2 separate regions of the Rattus norvegicus genome follow, and region 2 is linked to region 1. A link is a contact called in public Hi-C data. All regions are on one chromosome and are shown on one strand. Each heading gives the region's core, a stretch centred on a gene start, on an enhancer-like site or on the middle of the called end of the contact. The rest is flanking DNA. Distances are from core to core; before and after follow the strand shown.

The links. A called contact is a pair of places that touch in the nucleus more often than the background predicts.
Region 2: a contact with region 1 is called in a Hi-C map of liver, with 2.3 times the contacts expected there. The contact joins the enhancer-like site here to the promoter of Ppfibp2 in region 1. A contact is called at or near these places in 2 of 12 Hi-C or Micro-C datasets (liver and prefrontal cortex).

What each region holds. Positions count from the first base shown.
Region 1 is chr1:170,914,924-170,918,402 of GRCr8, reverse strand. Ppfibp2 (PPFIA binding protein 2) reads right to left here and starts at 1,754. Exons shown (of 24, transcript NM_001100582.1): 1 at 1,542-1,754.
Region 2 is chr1:171,044,974-171,048,786 of GRCr8, reverse strand. It overlaps Ppfibp2 (PPFIA binding protein 2), which reads right to left. Exons shown (of 24, transcript NM_001100582.1): 15 at 863-1,004. Among named protein-coding and RNA genes, the nearest start is that of Cyb5r2, 29 kb to the left of the region's middle. Within about 2 kb of position 2,401, at least 15 of the 93 cell types and tissues checked have an H3K27ac peak or open chromatin away from gene starts, as enhancers often do. A contact at or near this core is called in liver, where this site is marked.

The sequences.
Region 1 (3,479 bases), core at 505-3,004:
CCACAAGTCAGTCTCTGCTCAATATCTCTCTCATACATGGATGTCCCTGGCCTTGGGCCATCTGGGACCATTGGCTTTATTTATTTTTTGTTGTTGTTATTTTGCTTTATCTACTAGTCAGGCCAGGAACCAAGAAGGACCAGTAGCCATTTCTTAGTGATTGACTGAGTTTGCCTTATAGACCTCTCCATGGCCCAGGTTCTCCCCTAACATCTTCTTGTGAGATCCCTCATATAGACCGTTTTAAAGCTTTCCCAGATTTTCCTTATTTTGGTGGGGAAAAAAAAAAAAAAAAACAAGAAAACTAGAATTTCTGTAAGTTTGTTCCAACCTTCAGCTACCTTTACCTCTTACATGTATCTCTTATGTTATTCACCTGCTTCGCACATCTGCCTTAGTTATCAAAACACAGACATCGGTAACAATAAACTAAAATTGACACATCATGGAGTCTCAAAGTAATACCACTAATATTCTATGTGAGGGCAGAGTGTTGTTGCTCAGCGGTAGAGCACTTGCCTAGCATTCGCAAGGATCTAAATTAGATCACCAGTCCCCATCACCATCAGCCTTAAATAAAATCCCAAGTGAAAATAACAACAAAAGACTTAACGATAGTCCACTTTAAAGTCACTTAAATACGCATACAAATGGGCTGGTGAAGAAAGAAATAATTTCTAATCGGATAACATTTTAATATGCCAATAGTAATCTAAGACTGAAGATTAATTAGGTCTGTGGTTGACTTCCTTCCTGTAGTTGAGCATTTAACTTAAAATACACGGTCATCTTATAAGCACTACAATCTACAGTATAATCAGTTAAGGACCAAGAGAAACGAAGACAACCAGGAATAAAAACAAAATATAAAGAGGAAGAGTAATCTATATCAAATATCTCAATGCTCTAAAAGAAAGAACTGAATGCCTATTTGAATCCTACCGGAACCTTGGAAGTTCTGCTTTTTAAACATAACAACCTTATTTTAATAGGAGGGAAAAGTATGGGTCTGGTGTCCGAATGGAGGGAGGAAGGGAGAAAGGAGGAGGACCCACTTTTAAAAACAGAAGCATCCCCACACCCTAATCCTGCCTGGAGCCTTTGGGAAGCGTGTTGCATTTAGCAGTTAGTGCACAGAACTGTTCCTGGCCAAGGCGCTCCAGACCATGGGTCTATGGAACCCACCTTGGGCTCTGGAACCCACCTTGGGCTCTCCCGGTTGACGCCGCTGCTACTTTCACGAGACACAAGGCTGGGACAAAATCGCCCGAAACTCTGAAATATCGGAACACCCCAGTATCCCACTCTGCCACCTGTAGAAGAGCGGGGCTGGTGGCAAATCCGGAGCAGGGTCGGGGAGAGAACTCAAGCAAATCCACGGGAGTTACTCCGTTTTCTCAGTTTCCCAGATAAATAAGTGGGTACCCAAGTCTTAAAACGTTCGGAGGTCTAAAGGACCACGGACCCCCAGGTAGTCCTTGGATCTGGGGGTACTCAGTTCCCGGGATAGCGGTGATGCGAGGCAGGAAGAGCCCACTAACCTGGAGGAAGAGCGCAGCTTCTCTCTCGGAGGCTCAGGTATGCAGGTCGCTCCGGTGTGCCCCTTACTCTTTCCAACATAAGAGCCGAGAACCAAGTGACAGGCCACCGGCCCAAGAACCAACTGCCAACTAAGTGGCTGACCCGCCAGCACCAACCGGGTCCGGCACCCACGTGACGGGGGCGGGGACCCCAGAGAGGCTCGTCCGGGAGTGTGGCTCTCTAGCTGCTGGGGCCTTCCCCTAGGACCGCCCCTTTGCCACCCCTCCTCCTTCTCGCGCACCGCGGTGGCCAGCGAGCACCCAAGAGCCACAGTTCCAGTTCCACAGGGACTTGCCTGGTTAGCTCCGCCCCCAGACAGTACTCGCGTGCTGGCTCAAACCCCACCCCTCCCGAAAGACCACGCCCCTCTCTGGGTCCAACCCACTGGTTGCACCTCGTACTCTTAGCACCCTTCTGGCCTCAGAAAGGCCCCTAGGCACTTTCCTTGTGTCCCACTGTGCTCAGGTCTCCAGAGCTTTTGTAATCAGTCAGCAGAACGAGGAAAGCGTGCAAAGAATTGCTGAGAGGAGCGCGCGACGCACACACGCACACGCACACGCACCGGGCCTTGTGTGATCCCATTGAGATTAAAAGCTGCATCATTCCCAGACCACCCCCAGTGTCAACCTTAGGTCTGTCTAAGCTCAACCTGCACCTCCCCCACCCCTCCCCCGACCTTCCTGGAGGTCCCTCTAGTGGTTAAAGCTCTGGTGTTCAGTCTTGTGAATAACTAAAGACAGAACACTATCTGTGCCCTGCAAGGTCAGGTATAAATGCAAAACAAAACAAAACAAAACAAAAACAAAAACAAACAAACAAAAAACCTGGAGACCAAGTCCTAGCACCTACCTCGAGCGTGCATAAGGCCTTCGGTTTTATCACAGATGCTTGCCCTACCCGGGCCTCCAAGGACCGGTTGCTCAGCTTATCTGCTTAAAATCTCCAGTGCCTCAGATGGCAGAAACACAGGGACTCTGGCAGGAGTCACTACTAAGCTGGACTCCAGTTGCTTGCACCTGGAGTGTTGACAGACACTACAGGACACATCTTTTTTTTTTTTAATTAGTCTAAAATTACTGGTATGGCTAGAGGCTTACACACATGAACAGAACATAAACACTGTAAAAAACAGGTGTGTGAGCACTGCGGGGACATGACTAGCAGCAGAGTAAAGGCAAGCCAGTAGAGGAAGACTGGGGCCCAGGGAGACATGTGTCACAGCAGGACGCCCTTCGGTTCTTTCACTTCCTTAAAATAGCGGCAGAGAGGCTTTTGGAGACAGAGCCTGCGCAGTTCACATAAGTTCACATGTGGGCAGTTCCAAATCCCACCGGTAGCCTGGGGATGCAGGGGCAGTTTCTTTCCCCAGGCCCCCAGAAACTGCTAGCATTTTCTCAGAACTATACAATTATTTTGTAAACTGTTTTATGAAATTGGCTTTCTCAAGCTTATGTGCAGTTTGGGAAGGGGCTTTAACATTATGGATGTTTTCCTCCCAACTCCAGAGGGTCTGATTTGATGGCATTTGAGAGGATAGCCTGGATATTAAGATTCTTAACGTTCCCCTGGTGATTCTAATGTGTAGCAATATAATAACCACTGCTATGGGGCATGGAGACACCATTGATCTTCATTTAAATCCAACCAGAACGGAACTGAAAAACACACATGAAAGGTGTTCCCAGGCCCGCATGCTGTTAGGAAAAGTAGCAAAGAACAAATTTCACCTAAAAGAAATATTCTCCCTCTAGGGATTCTGTGTACCAAGGGTATACTGTTTGAGACAGGTATGTCTTGCAGAACTATGGAATCCCAACATTTCCCAGATAGAAGCCAGACAGCATGCTACAAATTATTCTCTTGACTTCAAAGGAACCATGTATACAGACCTCACTGCT
Region 2 (3,813 bases), core at 1,152-3,651, 130 kb before region 1:
ATTTGCGTGATTTAATGTCTTCAAATTCTAAGACTTTGGGGTCTAAGTAATTGTAGACTATTCCAATAAGGAGCTTGCTATTTAATCAGAGGGAGACTCTGGAATGTGGGCAGGGCATGAGAAATGGAAAACAAAGGCATTCTCACTTCTACCTCACCTGGAACAGTCACAGTACCTAATACAGGAGCACTGATACTCCAGCCGCGATCTTCAGCAACCCAGAAGCAGAGAAGCCACATGAAGAAGCAAGAGAGGCCAAAGTCCAGCCCCAACAGTAACGGGGAAGCAAAGAAATAAAAAGATATCATCTAGCAAAAGAGAAAAACTCAAACAGAAAGGAAAACAATCCCACAAAGGACAAGTTAAAGGGTAACCAAGCTTGGCCCATAGGGTCAGCATGGTGAGAGGAGGCATCAGGCCAAAGGATTCTGGTGCCACTTTCTCACAAGCTTGGATATCCACAGGCAGAGAAGGAGGATCAGCAATGAGAGTGGGGAGCACTCTAAAGCAGAGCCAGTCCCTGTGCAGATACCAGGACTCATACTACAATGACCTGAAGCAGTCTGAGTATAACTGAACACAGTTACTTAAGGATTTATCTAGAGCAATGAAAATATAGGGCAGCATTGAGTTTCAAGAACTAAAGCATGGCCCAGGGGGAATAGCCAGGTAGAGGAGTTTGGGGTAAGTAAGGAGAACTCTGTGAACACCAAAAGAGGACCTCTTGGACCACATCAAACCATCTGCTGCTGGCCACATTTGCTAGGAAAATACTCTCAACTTTGGAGTATATATATTGTCAGCTTAGTGACTGTTAAGGACACTGCTCCTGAGGCCACCAACCCAAGGGCTAGATACTCACTCAGCTTTGGCTGGCTGCTCCCTGAAGAGTCAGGCTGGAGGGAGGCAGTAGGAGGAGATTTGGCAGCTTCTCCATTGGGTGTGGCTCCTGAGAGCTTCCCAGGTAACGTGGGGTATTTCTGCTCTGCTAGGAAAGAGCTGTCCTATTGAAAAGAGAGAGGGGGCAGGGGTGTCAAATTAACCCTCATACTCTAGCTCAAACCAGTTAGGAAATCTTTATGTGCATAAACCCCTTCTTCAAGAATTGCTTTTCACTTAGGTTGACTCAAAGATCCTTTCTCCTGGTCTAGAAGAAAGGTAACGATCTATCCATACAGTGAGATAGAGAAGGGATCAAGCCCAAATCTAGAGATGACTATAACTACTCTCAGAAAAGGAGCCCTGTAACCTTTGTCCCATGTTAGTTAAAGGTTCACTGAATTCACAGTCCTGACCTCTACCCAGGCTCTTCAAAAACACAAGCCACAGTTTTGCTTGATCCCAAGGGATAGGAAAGCAAGAGGAGTATGGTCCAAGTTTCTCTGATCTCTCCGTATTTGTGTTTTTCTGTGGTTACAAAAGTCTTTTTGTTAAGTAAGACCCTTACTCAGACCAGACCAAGGCAGATCTCTGCAAGGGCTTAGCCATGAGCATAGCCATGTTACAGCAGTGATAATAGAGTCTATAGGAACTTAGAACCATCCCCTTTGAGGTACCACTTAGATTCAATAAGCACCATGGCTAGATTCTGGCTAAAAAGAAATCCCAATAAAGCCAGCTGATTTTAAGAAGAAAGACTAGCGTTTATTTTATTTTGCTAAGAAGTATATAAAGATCACTAACACTACAAACCCAACAAAAACATATAGAACACATTGCAAGTGTGAGCATTAAAAGAAAATAAGACAACATCACCAAGAGATCACTTGATTGGACCCAGAAGAAGAGTAATATGAGAGGCAGAACCAATCTTAAAACTGGAAAGTCAGAATGGGGCTGGATGACTGCCAAGACCAAGACAGCTTCAGAAGCTTCATTCACTGAAAGTCAGGTGTGTAGTACATTTCTTTTTTTTTTTTTTTTTTAGTACAGAATAGAGTTTATTCAGGGCAGGGGGAGGGGAGTTAAGAGGGTAGTAGGGCAGAGAAAGAGAGCAGAGAAATAGAAGAGTAGAGGCCGGCCATGAGCACCTGGAGAGAGGGAGAAGGGAATGGGGAGAGAAGGGACAAAGGGACAAGAGAAAGCAAGAGGAAGCAGGAGCAAGAGCGTGTAGTACATTTCTGAATTCAGTATGCTTCCATGTCCTAGGAGCCGTTTGAAATTCAGTTCATTTACTGCACATTGGCAAGAGCCTCCACATAAGAATTTAGAAATGAGAAGTCTGGAGAGAAATGAGAGTGTTAAAGAAACCTGGTCCATGAATAGACATGTCAGAATGTCCAGAAATGAAAGTCATGACATCTTTAAGCTTGTGATGGCCTGCAAGGCAGAGAGGTCAGGCATGATCAGACATGTGAACCAGCCCAGCAGCTTCCCAGTGCCAGCTCATCTACTGGCAGCTGCTTTACACTCACCCAGGGCACTATGAAAACAACACCAACTAATGGGCTCCTCCCTAGCCCTGTGAATCAGTCCCTCTGAAAATGAATCCACTTCAAGTACTTTTAAACAGGCCTCTTGGATTATTCTAATACTCAGTCAGATTTAGACCATGGGAAAAGAATAGTCAAAACAGTTAAGAGATTTGTAGGCTGGGGAGAGTGCTCTGCAGATAAATGCACTAACTATCCAATCCTAATGACCCAAGTTCAATTCCTGGAACCCATTAAAAAGCCAGATGTGACGGCATACATTTATAGACCCAGCACTCCTATAATGGGATGAGGAAGAGAGAGAAGAATCACCCAGAAGCTTGAAGGTCATCTACTTCACAGTGAGGTCAGCGAGTCCACAGTGAGTTCAGCTAGCCTGCAGTGAGGTCAGCTAGCTTATGGTGAAGTCATCTAGCCAACAGTGAGGTCAACTAGCCTGAAGTAAAGTCAGCTAGCCCTAAGTGAGGTAATCTAGTCAATGGTGACGTCAGCTAGCCCACAGTGAGGTCAGTTAGTCTGCAGTGAGGTCATCTAGCCTGTAATGAGGTCAGCTAGCTGATGGTGAGGTCAGCCAATCTGCAGTGAGGCCATCTAGCCAGTAGCGAAGTCAACTAGCCCATGGTGAGGTCAACTAGCCTGTGATGATGTCATCAAGCCCTCAATGAGGTCAGCCCTCAGTGAGGTCAACTAGCCTGTGATGAGGTCAGCCAGCCTGCAGTGAGGAATGCAGCTACAGGGGCAACAACAGAGGTCCTCCTTCAGTGAGGAATAAGATGAAAAATGAGCACCTTAAGTAGACCTCTAACACATGTGCTCACACAAACACAATAAAATAGTTGGGCTTTGTTTTAAGTTTAGAGAACCAAAGGACCAGACACCAAGTTCCATCTTCCATAAGAAATACAAAGAGGGAAGGATTCTCAAAAGGGTTTTTTGTTCAGTGATCACATACGATTCCCCAGTATAAAGCCAGGACAACAGAAAGACCCTGACCATGGCCATCTAGAGGTCTCTGAAGAGTTTAGGTACAGACTGAACATGCCCTAACCCAAGGATGATTGAAGGCCCAGACCAATAAGGAACAGAGTGCAATGGAGTGGGCTCTCTGAGCTCTGCTTCAGCCAAGAAACAAAGCTGAGGGAATGACTCACTGTGGAGAAAGGAATGGGACGTCAAGGCAGGACAAGAAGGAGACAGGAATACCTGACCCCAATTGTTCCCTAGCCTCAAGAATAACTCCAACTGTGGGGAGCCAAAGAGCAGGGCAGAACCTGCCACCCAGCTGCTCTAAATCAGAACAAAAGGGTGGCCTACTAGCTCAGAGAGGGCTAAGCTTCTGGCCAGAATGACTCAGGGAAAGCCCTTTCTGTGTAACCTCTCA